Regions from separate parts of the Mus musculus genome. Here region 1 is linked to region 2. The links are chromatin contacts, called in public promoter capture Hi-C maps. All regions are on one chromosome and are shown on one strand. Each heading gives the region's core, a stretch centred on a gene start, on an enhancer-like site or on the middle of the called end of the contact. The rest is flanking DNA. Distances are from core to core; before and after follow the strand shown.

What was found. Promoter capture Hi-C pulls out the DNA fragments that hold promoters and counts their contacts.
Region 1: a contact with region 2 is called in a promoter capture Hi-C map of cranial neural crest. The contact joins the promoter of Vamp1 here to the promoter of Kdm5a in region 2. A contact is called at or near these places in 1 of 39 promoter capture datasets (cranial neural crest) and 1 of 9 other capture datasets (adipose tissue).

Annotation. Positions count from the first base shown.
Region 1 is chr6:125,212,009-125,217,694 of GRCm38.p6, reverse strand. It overlaps Vamp1 (vesicle-associated membrane protein 1), which reads right to left and starts at 2,114. Exons shown (of 5, transcript NM_009496.3): 1 at 1,968-2,114. The coding sequence starts at 1,969.
Region 2 is chr6:120,360,945-120,366,949 of GRCm38.p6, reverse strand. Kdm5a (lysine (K)-specific demethylase 5A) reads right to left here and starts at 2,851. Exons shown (of 28, transcript NM_145997.2): 1 at 2,172-2,851; 2 at 303-380. The coding sequence starts at 2,336. It also overlaps a transcript of Ccdc77 not described here.

The DNA.
Region 1 (5,686 bases), core at 865-3,364, 4.9 Mb before region 2:
GAAATACAGATCTATCTGCCTCTGCCTCCCCATCTGCTGGGGTTAAAGCAACGGTGGGGCCTGAAGATGAACTCCTCTCTGACAGTCACCAGCTAACGAGTTCCCAGAGTTAAACCCACAGAAGCAAGGTAAAGAGAGAAAGCTAAAATTTGATGGGGAATAGAAATTTCTTAAGTGCTAAAAAAAAAAAAAATCTTTGCTAGAAAAGTCCAAGAATAAGTACAGTAAAGGTTAAGCCACCAGAAAGTTGCTAAAAAAAAAGTAAATTCCTTGATTAATTACAACAGAACCAAGATGCAGAATCTCTTTTTCCATAACTAAGGGAAATGTTCTAGACACGATGTAATAACCCCAACCGCTTCTCGGCCTTTTGGCTAAGATCAAGATGTAGAAGCCCCTCAGAAAGACTCTATTAGCAGATTACACCAGCTTCTTCCACTTAAAGGGCCGCTTTCCCATTTCCTTCCTAAACATAGAGGAATCTGCAAAGCCATGGGAGCCACAGGATCTGCACTGCTACTGAGCTAGCTAAGCAATCTAGTTCTAGACCAGAGGGAGGGATTTCAATGAGTTGGTAGCAGCTAGTGTTGGAAGGTGTCCAGGATGGTGGCACCAATGACAAGATTAAGGTCAGAGACCTCGTGATTCCCTGCTAGCCACCATGCTTTCTCAACCTCCTTCCAAACATCACACATGAAACTACCTGCAGCCAGTCAACTAAGAAGGACCCCTCCCCTCCCCTAAACATCTAGATCTATGGGCTTGTAAAAACTGCACAGAATGTTAATGCAGAGAACGGATAAAATGGCTGTGAAGCTTTGGAGAACTCACTTTATTTACTATTTGTGGCAGGTAGAAACACTCCACCCTAACCTATTCAGGGAGTTATAACCCTTATGTAATACAAAATCCTGCCCCCCTTTTGCCAATAGAGGCAACACAAGCAGAGTGTAGTGGTGCACACCTTTAATCCCAGCACTTGGAAGCCAGGGGCAGGTGGATCTCTGAGTTCAAGGCCAGCCTTGTCTATAGAGGGAATTCTGAGACAGCCAGGGGTACACAGAGAAACCCTATATGGAAAAGCCAAACAAAGAAGGGGGATAGAGAGAGCGAGGAAGAGGGAGAGAGAGAGGAAGAGGGAGAGAGAGAGGAAGAGGGAACAAACACAAATAAATCTAGCACCAGGCAAGAGATTCAGATAATAAATGAAAAGAAAGAAAATTCTTCATTGTGTGTATGTGATCCTAAAGGGAAGTTCTTAATTTATCTGGCCACAGAAGGGGATGATGCCAAAAAGAGCTAAAGGCTAAACTATGTGTTTTGGATAAAATGAAGAATTCACTGTTCTCCCTATTTCTCCTCCAATATTTATTTGGCTAGGACTTGATCACTGGAAATCGCCTTAGCATAAACAGCTGCATTAAGATTTCATACCACTGTCCCCTGAGACTTTCTGAGCTACTCGCAAGGCGCCACAGAACTAGCAAGTTAAGTTTCTGCAGCTTTGCTCACAGCCATGAGGCAGGTACATCACACTCTGGGTGAGGGGCATGCATAACGCAGAGACTGCGGGCACTCCAAGTCAAGAATGGACAGGAACACCTATAAGTCTTCCCAGAGGCTTTAAGAGTCTGTCAAACAAGAAAGGGTCTCCGAGTTTCCTGTCTGAATCTATACCTCCCCCACTTTTTCCCCTTTGGGGTTCCACGATACAAAGACAAGAGGGGAGGGTGCGGTGTACGTGGGACCCCCGCGCCCTCGCCCTGCCATGGAGTGCCAGCTGCAGTTGGTGCGGGATGGAGCGCTGCCCGCAGTCCGGGGTGGCCCGGTCTGGGGGCGGCGCGAGCTGGTGGTTCCCGGCGTCGCCGCAGCTGCTGCAATGCGCCATTTCCCGTCCCGCAGAGTCGGACACTGCGGGGGAGAGTCGGTAAAGAGGTGTCGAGGACCCTAGAGCAGAGTCAACTCACATTTTTCTGAAAGAGGAAGTGGAGGTCCGTCCCCTCTCTGGAGAATGCAACGAGACGGGCAGGGAGACACTGCGGCTGAAGCAGACGGAACTGTCGAGCGCCGCCTCACACGAAACACCCGGAACTCTAACTGCGGTGGAACTTACTGCAGGTGCAGGGCCGGCTCTCGGCTTTATTAGACATGACCACGCCTCTCGGATGATGTCAAAACCTCCAGGTCCAATCCTCGTGAGAAATGGCCTGCTAGTCCCGCCCCCACAACTACAGCAATTACCATTGTCCTCTTATTTCTATTTCTTCACTGACCAATACAAAAGTGGCTTGCTTAAAGTCCAGCTCAAACTCTGTCTCCGCCGCTGAGTTAGACCTTTTATGGTGCCTACCAGCCAATCGCTGAGCTGGAGACTGCTGTCATTCTTACCGCTCCCGCCCACAGCACCTGGCAGAAGGAAACCCAAGTGACTTAGACGCTGGAATCCAACTGGCTGCGAGGTTCAGCAGTGAATGCATATTCATGAAGTCCTTGGCCACAGGACCACCCCGTCACCATCCCTGCCTGAGACCATAAAACCCACATTCTTCATTCTTCTCTTCCCTATCACGAACTTCATCCCTAAACCTGTTAACACAGCGACTTAGTTAACCCAGCCCAGAAACCTGAACTAAAGTAGACTTCCCTATTTTATGTTTATGCTTTGTTTTGTTTTTTGAGACCTCTCTCTATAGATAGATAGATAGATAGATAGATAGATAGATAGATAGATAGATAGATATAGATATATACATATATACAGATATATAGATACACACACACATATATATGTGTGTATATATATATATATACACACATATATGTATATATATATACACACACATTATGCGTATGTATGTGTGTGTGTGTATATATATATATATATATATATATATATATATATATATACACACACACACACATATGTATATATATATTATGGTACAAGTTTCTGCCTGCATCTATGCATGCTTGGGTGCCCTTGGAGGCCAGAGGAGGGTTATTCCCTAGATGGTTTTGAGTATATGTGAGTGCTGGGAACCAAACCCTCTGCAAAAGCAATATGCTCCCTCCACCACTGAGCCATCTCTCTCCAGCCCCAGCCCTTTCCTCTTTACTCCTCCTCCAAAATCTAAGTAGAATCAATTTTTCCTTCTCAATACTTAAAGACGTTTCTTCTCTCTTCCAGTAGAATCCCTTTCCTAGACATCAGTTGTAAAATTCAACATTATTTTATGCTTCACAGCTTTAAAGGAATCTATAGCTGTGGTTGCGTTTTCCTAGCCTTAGAATTCTTATTTTACATTTAGTGGAAGCTTAGGTTTTGGATGCAGTGTAAATGTTTATATCTTAGGCATCCATGCAAAAGGAAAGAGAACATAGTAACATTAATAGGACAGTTACAACTTGACGTTCAGAGACTCTTTTCCCAGCAGAAACAGAGGCTTGTGTAGTCCAGGCTGGCTTCAAACATGAAATGTAGTCAAGAATGACCTTGAAATTCTGGTCCTCCTACTTCTGCCTCCTGAATGCTAGGACTGCAGAAGTTTACCACCATGCCCAGTTTTCTGCAGCGCTGGTCAGCGTACTCTGTTCCTTTTGCATGCTAGGCATTCACTCTGCCAACTGAGCTCCATCCCCATCCCCCAGAGACTAACTCTCAGGCAATCATGTGTTTCACTCAGATGTCCACATGTTGGTGTCCTGTGTGCAAGCGTTTACGTCTTTGGAGATGCATGCAGCATTTCATTACTGGACAGGACATACTCCTTTTCTCCCTCTGGAACTTCCTTTCAAGGGCCTGGCATTCATTCTGCAAGTTGTGACATTTTGATGTTCATGAGCAGGTATGACAAATACAGTGTGGGTAGAGCCTGACTAAGCTACAGCAAAATTTCTGCCAAATGGCAAAAGAAAGACGGAACGGAAAAGGGGGGACAATTCTAGATTCAAGCCTGTGTCCAGTCTTGTTACCGGGTACCTACCTAATTACCACAAATGCCATTCACGGCTATTTTTCTTCTCTAAACTTGTTACTTTAGATCTGACCCCTGCCCTGTTTTTTATTCTGTTGCACTTTACAATTGATGATTTTGGTTTTGATTTTGGATTTCAAGACACGGTTTCTCTGTGTAGTCCTGGGTGTTCTGGAACTCGCTTTGTAAAGCAGGCTGACTTCATACTCAGAGATCCGCCTGCCTCTGCCTCCTGAGTGCTGGGATTAAATGTGGGCATTACTGCTGCCCGCTTTTAGATCATTTTGCCTCATGGCAGGTATGACTTGGTTTGGTTTTCTGCCGTATTCCCACCTCAGCCCCCCCAGCCCCCGCCAAGTGCTGGGATGACACTGAATAGGAATTTTAAAAGTATGTTCATGAGCTGATGAGAAAGAAAACATGGACTAAAGGTCAAACAAGTGAAAGCTGACATCTGGAGAGGCAGCTGAGCATTGCTCTTGAGCGTGGTGGCCTCGTGGGGTAGCAGCATAGCATAGGAAACAGCATGATGGTCTTACTCAAAGTTCAATCCCTAACAGAAAGCCCCTACATAAAGTTGGAATCCCTATATTGGCAACTAAGGGAGTTTTTAAAGTACTGGCCCCCGCATGCTCTTCAATTGAAATTATTTACAAACTAGGTGGCTGCTGAAGCTCTCTTTGTCCTTTTAAATATTTGAATTCATAACCTTGAACTGTGTTTTTAATACTTTGCCTGAAATCCTTGTTTTATTCACTTCTGAGAGCCTTAGCATCTTTTCTTCCTAAAATCATCCTGGCAAGAATCTCCAAGTGGTCTGGCATTGACAGTGGCACCCAGCACCAGCAAGAGCAATGCAGACCTCCCTGGTAAGCTCCTCTTCAGTGGAGGCCTTGGGGAATTTCCACAGAGACAGTTCCAAGAGAAATAAATTGTGGTCATATGCTGAAAACAAATCAGGGAAGAAATGCCAAGAAACAGAGAGACAGAGACACGAATTAAGGAAATTAAAAAGCCATGCCAAGTAGTTCAACGTCTGAGTAATAAAGAATATGAAAAGGGGGAAATTGGGATGTATGGGAAAAGGAAATGTGTGGGCAGGGAATTAATTATCCTGAACTAAATGAGCTTGTCCAGACCAACTTGTGGGTTCTAGCTACCACAATGACAGAAAAAGAATAGCATTAAATTAGACACATCTTTCTGTAATCTCAGAACAGGAGAGCAAAACAGGAGGTTTTGAAATCTTTCAACAAGAGAATAAACATGGGACAGGAGGGAGAACAGCACCATCAGTGCAGGCGAATAGTGCAGCAGCGCCTAAAGAGCTTTCAGGGGCTAGAGAGGCTCGACAGGATGAGAACCGTCTGCTCTTCCAGGAGACCCAGGTTTGCTTCCCAGCTGGCAAATGGTGCCTCACAACCATTTTTAACTCCAGTTCCAGTGGATCTGGAGCCCTCACACACACACACACACACACACACACACACACACACACACACACACAAAAATAAATAAATATTTTTAACCTGGGCAAAATGATTATTAACCTAGAATTTTATATCATCTCAAATATTAATAAAGGTGAGGGGGAACCAGGGCTCTGATGTCATCTACCTGTAATTTCACCACACAGAAGAGAATGGAGAAGAGGATCACTTGAGGCTAGAAGATCAACTCCTAACAAGACCCAGTCTCAAAAAAAGGTGGAA
Region 2 (6,005 bases), core at 1,602-4,101:
GTTAAGAGCCATCTCACCAGCCCTCAAGTAACTATTATTCATTAAATTCCAGTTAGCACAAATTCTGGGTCCTGGTACAAGCTTTTCAAAGTTCTCTATCTAAAATCCTAAAGTAATTAATAAAAGTAAATTAAGTTTTGGCAAAAAATAAAATAAAATCCTAAGATAAGCCATCAGGAGGATGGAGCTATATAAAGTCATGACAGAGCTTTTGCTTAGTCTGTGTGAAGCCCTGAGTCCCAAACACCACCACCACTAAGGAAAGAAAAAAGAGAAAGCAGAAATACTGGTCTAATACTCACCTCAAGTTCATTCAGGCGCTGGACTCTAGGAGTGAAACGGAAGGTTTTTACTTCACAGGCAAATGGAGGTTGCCAATCCTAAATAGAAAGAATTATTCTGGTCATTTAGCATGGAGCTGCCACAAATCATAGCATATCTAAGTCTTCACTATAGAGACAAAAAAAAAAAAAAAAGCAAGCAATGTTCTTATAATTTACATTTTAATATTACTTGGAAAAGCAATTCTCATTCCACAATATACAGTTACACTCTCCAAGGTTATTCAGGAAGAATACAATGAGCTTGTCAAATGCAAAAACAGTGTCCAATAAACACACAAGTTTACCAAGTAAAACTTAAAAAGAAAGAAAAAAATCCACTGACTCGGGTATGGCACATGGCCATAATTCTAGTACTCTGAAGTAGAGGCAGGAGGCTTAAAAGTTCCAAATCAGCCTAGGTTACAGAGCCTGACCATCTTAACAACAAGGACAAAAGTCATCTGGGTGCCTGCTAGGGAAGAGAACCGTAGAACCAAATAAATGACATCTGCAGCCACACTTTGGTTCTACTTTAATAAGGCACAGGGATCTCTTCTAAACAACATCCAGTTGACGCTGGTGCTCATTTTTCAGCAACATTTGGACAAGGTTTTTCTCCCATGTTAGTGAGGATGGAAGCCTGGGCCTTGCAGCATTCTCCCACACCAACAACATTATTTGGAAAACACCTAATATTTTTTTTTTTTAAAAAAACAAAACCACCCTTTGACCTTGAGCATATAACTTAACCTCCGAGGGAATTAATTCCACTCATTACCGGGTATCATTTGCTTTCCTAACCTTAGAAAGTGAGGTTAATTAACCAATTTATAGGCAAACTTGATTATTTATAGTACAGTTTGGGAATCTTTGTCCCTTACTTTCTTATTTCTTACATATAGAGATTTCAACGTTTTCTTCCATCACCATTCATTGGCCAATTCTTTCTAAACCTCTACATTAAAAAAACAAAAACAAAAACAAAAAATTAATGCTCTTTATCTTTCTCAAGGATGCCTCCTTGTTGCAGTAATAATTAGCGTGGGGGTTCTAGTCTAGTGACATCACCCTGTAGACAACCTGAGTTCGGATTACTAAATTTAAGAAACCCGAGTAGTGGCCTGCAAAGGTTTGATAAACTGAACATCAGTAGGCTTGGACACAAAAACGGTCGACATTAGTGGGGTTTTTTTTAACACGCAAACAGAAAGATGGTGCGTGAGCTGATGACAGGACACTTCAAACGCCTTTCCCTAGGAAGGGCCTGAAGCCTTTTGTTATCCTTACCTCCAATCCACACTACAATATCCGTGCCCAATAAGTTCTGGGAAGGAAAAGGTCCCAGAGACACCTCTTTCTGTCTTTTGAAGGGGGACCTGAGAAGCGATGCGATGGCCCAGTCGTCAGGCCAAAGCCTGACAATCTTGAGTTCGAGCCCGGAGACCCACAACCCCCACAACGCAGGAAGAGAATCGACTCCTACAAAATGTCCTCTGACCCCTCCGCGAGCGCTCTCTCGCTCTCCTCCCCTCTCTCCCTCTCTCTGTCTGTCTGTCTCTCTGTCTGTCTGTCTCTCTCTCTCTCTCTCTCTCTCTCTCTCTCTCACACACACACACACACACACACACACACACTCACACGCGATCAAATAAAATGTCAAAGTGGACGTGAAACTGCGTTCAGAAACCAGGGCAAAAAACATCCTCAAAAGTGGCCTCGGGACACCAAGAGAGGAGGGAGGGGCCCCCGGAGAGCACGGAAGACCCCCAAAGAGGAAAGCCACGGGGAGGAGGAGGACCGTCCCGCCGCCCCAGCACGCCCCCCGTCCCCGCCCTCAGGCGACGCTACCTTGGGTGGCCGGATTTTGCAGATGCCCGTTTTCTCCGCAAAGGGCCGGATGCGCCCGATAAAACTCAGCGGGTCTGTGAACTCCTCCCAACTGGGCTCAAAGACCGGGCACTCGGGCGGTGGCACGAACTCCGCCGCGTAGCCCCCCGGGCCCACGGACGCCATGGTCACCAAAAAATAAAATAAAAAGCCAGGGGGGCCTGAGGTGCACAAGCGAGGAAAGGCTTGGCTGACGGCCACCAAAGCCCTCTCACGTCCCCGCACTGGGGCCGCAGCGCATCTTCTTAGGACGAGAACGAGTCCTCACAGGAGCGCCAGCCGCTCTCCCTCCGCTCGTTTGTTATTGTTTCCTTCAGGGCTTTTCCTCTCAGGGGCAGGACGCTCCCGGAAGTTAACGTGCTGCTAAATCAGTCCGCCACCGCAGGAAACAAAATCCCACCGCCGCCACGTCTAGTCGGGTCTTCTCTCCTCGCTCCCTTCCATGACGGCCGGCGGAGCTTTTTTGTTTTATTTTGGTTTTTTGTTTTCTCACAGCTTGCCTGTCAAAGTTCTGCGCCCTCCGTCCACCCCGGGTGCGCGGCCCCTCAAGGCGCCGCGACCTCTCTCGAGGAGAGGCGAGGGAAAAGCTACCCCGCAAGGTGGAACGCGCGCTTCCGGCGCGCGGAGGAATGTGTAATGCCTCGGAGAGCAGAGGTACTGCTTCCGGTAAGGGGCTTCCGGTTCCTCTTTGTGTCGGGGGTGGGGACACGAACGCAAGGTGGGCCCCTCCGTGGCTAGTCGGCCGGGTTTGTTCGTTCTCCGAGACCTGTTTTTAACATCGTTGTCTAGGTTTGGACAAGTGACGAACTCTTGGCCGAGTTTCCGCGTCTCCGTTTCCTTCTTTCGAATGCTAGTCTTGTACAACTCGTTTCGCTCGGTCGCCTTCGTACGGGTTTCTCGCTTCTCCGTGACCAATAGGTTTCAGCCCAATTCCGTCATTACATGGGCCGGCCTTCACCACCAGCTGCGACTTGCTTTTTCTCACGACACTGGGAACCTACCCATAGAGGGCCTGGCCTTGCTAGTCTAGCTGTTGGCAGCCATCCCGAAACCGTATTTGAGTAGTAAGCAGGGCCTGAAAACGCTTGCTTTGTAACCAACCCATTTCAGTTTGGTATGAAACTGGTCACCTTGTCAGAAACCTCTACTTGGAAGGCCGGGCATAGTTGCACACGCATAGAGTTCCGATCAGCAATGGCTGGTTTAAAAAAAAAAAAAGCCACGTTTCTGGTATACGGTCCTACAGTTCCTTTATGCGTCTAAGCCTGACTCTACAAGGTTGAAGGCAAGAACCGGCTCCAAAGTTATCCTGTGCCCTCCACATCCATATACCTTTATGGTGATGAAGGTAGATGCTTTAGGGGCAGTTCGAGCTGCATATGAATTTGAGGCCTGATTAGGCTACGGGAGACCTTGTAAGTAAGGAAAATCCCTGTGTGGTGGCTCAGGACTATAAACTCAATTCTGGGGAAGGAGATGTAGAAAGAGCACCATAAGGCCACATGGTACACTTATCGAGTTCCAGAATGGTCAAGAATACGGGGTAAGGGCCAGAACAGTGGCTCAGCTGTGAAGGGCACTTGCCACCAAGCTTGAAATCCTAAGTTTGATTCCTGGAACCCCATGGTTAAAGGAGAGAACTGAAAGCTGACCTCACCTTCACGCCAGGTCCACATACATTCATCTACAAATTCACACATTAAGTAATCAAAGGCTGGGGGGGTTGGAGTGGGGGGGTGGCTATCAGGTAAAACGCTGACTCATAAATAAAGGTTCTATTCTGCTAGTCAGGATCAGGAATGCAAGGAAATGGACTCAGGCTAGTTTGTTCAATTACTTTCTGTACTAGAAATTGAACCCAAGTCCTTGAACATATTAGGTAAATGTGTCCTGAGCTGTAACTCCAGTATAGTCTCCATTTCTTGCTTAAAGAAAAAAGGGAAAAAGTGATATACAGAGAAAAAATGGACATAGGAAGGTATGATGAATTATATACAATTACTAAAATATTTTATAACAAGACTTAGGTCATTTAGCATTTAATCTGAAAAAAAAAGAACTATGCACATCAAAAGAGAAATAGTAAAATTCAAAAGACTGTTTTAAATTTTTGTGTTTGTTTTTCAAGACAAGGTTTCTCTGTAGAGCCTTGGTTGTCCTGGACCTCTCTGTAGACCAGACTGGCCTCTGACTCCCAGAGATACCCCTGCCTCTACCTCCCAAGTGCTGGGAGGAGCAAAGGTGTGCACAACTGTACCTGGTATACTTGAAAATTTAAAACTCATCAAAAGTTCTTTCATTACATACGCAATCAAAATATATTGTTATTTGGCTGGGGATGGAGCCTGAAGGATCACAACTCCAAGATCATCCTCAGCTGTCTGTGTCAAGGCTGCCCTGGGATTTAAAAAAAAAAAAAAAAAAAAAAAAAAAAAAGGCAACAAAAGAAGCAACTTTTAAAGAAAAATGAATTCATCTCAAGTAAACTGAGGAAAATACATTCCAAGCACCACATATTCATCTGTAAGTTACCAGTGTTAGAGTAGAATGAAATTAGTATCTAAGTCTGGTAAGTATTTGGCAAGACTGTGAATTACGGCCTCTGATGTATTTCATTTTACTTTTGAGCCAGGGTCTCTCTGTTTCATCCAGGCTATTATTGTACTGGATGCTAATGATCTTCCTGTATCAGCCTCCCCAGTATCTGGAACTGCAAGTATATACAGTTTATTGTTTAAAGCCTCACATCAGAGTGACAGGAGTGGGCAAATCTCATTGAGTGAAAAATGTTAAAAAAAAAAGAAAACCCACAGAATTTCTAAGGAAATGGCTTTTAATTCCCACGGTGGGGTAGTGGGGTAGTGGGGTAGTGGGGTTGTTTGATTTTGCAGTACTAAGGATTGAAGCCAGGGCTTCACAGGTAGGTCCTCTGCCACGAAGCAGCTAAAAATATCGTGTCTACATGGCCCAGAGCACATGTGGAAATCACAGGGCAACCTGCTGGAACCCACATGGTGAGTTCTCACCTCCACCGTGTGGGTTCCAGGAGCTGACCGAAGCCATCAGACTTGTCAGCAAGTGCCTTCGTTGGCTAAACCATCTCAGCGGCCCCTTATCCATTGTTTTAAACTGAATTTTGATACAGGGTCTCACTAAGTTGCCTGGTGTGCTATCTTTGAACTGAATTCTCCTTCCTTAGTTTCTATACCTGGTTAGTCCTCAAACATTTTGTCAACAGCCCATTGTGGCTGGCTGGTGGAGGTCTTTAATATATTAACACTTGGCAGAGGCAGGCAGATGTCCGAGTTCATTGACAGCCTAGTCTACAGAGTGAGTTCCAGGACAGCAGGCTACATAGGAAAACATGGTAACAAAAAGACCCTTATAGGGGATAGAGAAATGGCTCTATCCCCTCACCAGACAGTAGCATTTGCTGCTCTTGCAGAAGACCTGAGTTCAGATCACATCAGCCACGATGAGTGGTTTGCATCTGTCTATAACCAGAGCTCCAGGAGATCTAATGCTCTCTTTAAACTTATGAGGGCACATACATGTGCAGCATATACACACATGTATACATTTTTAAAGGTTTATTTATTATTGTATGTAAGTATACTCTAGCTGTCTTTAGACACACCAGAAGAGGGCATCAGATCTCATTACGGATGGTTGTGGGCCATCATATGGGTGCTGGGATTTGAACTCAGGATCTTCAAGGGAACAGTCAGTGCTCTTACCCACTGAGCCATCTCACTAACCCCCCTCATGTATATATTTTTAAAGATCTCACTGTAG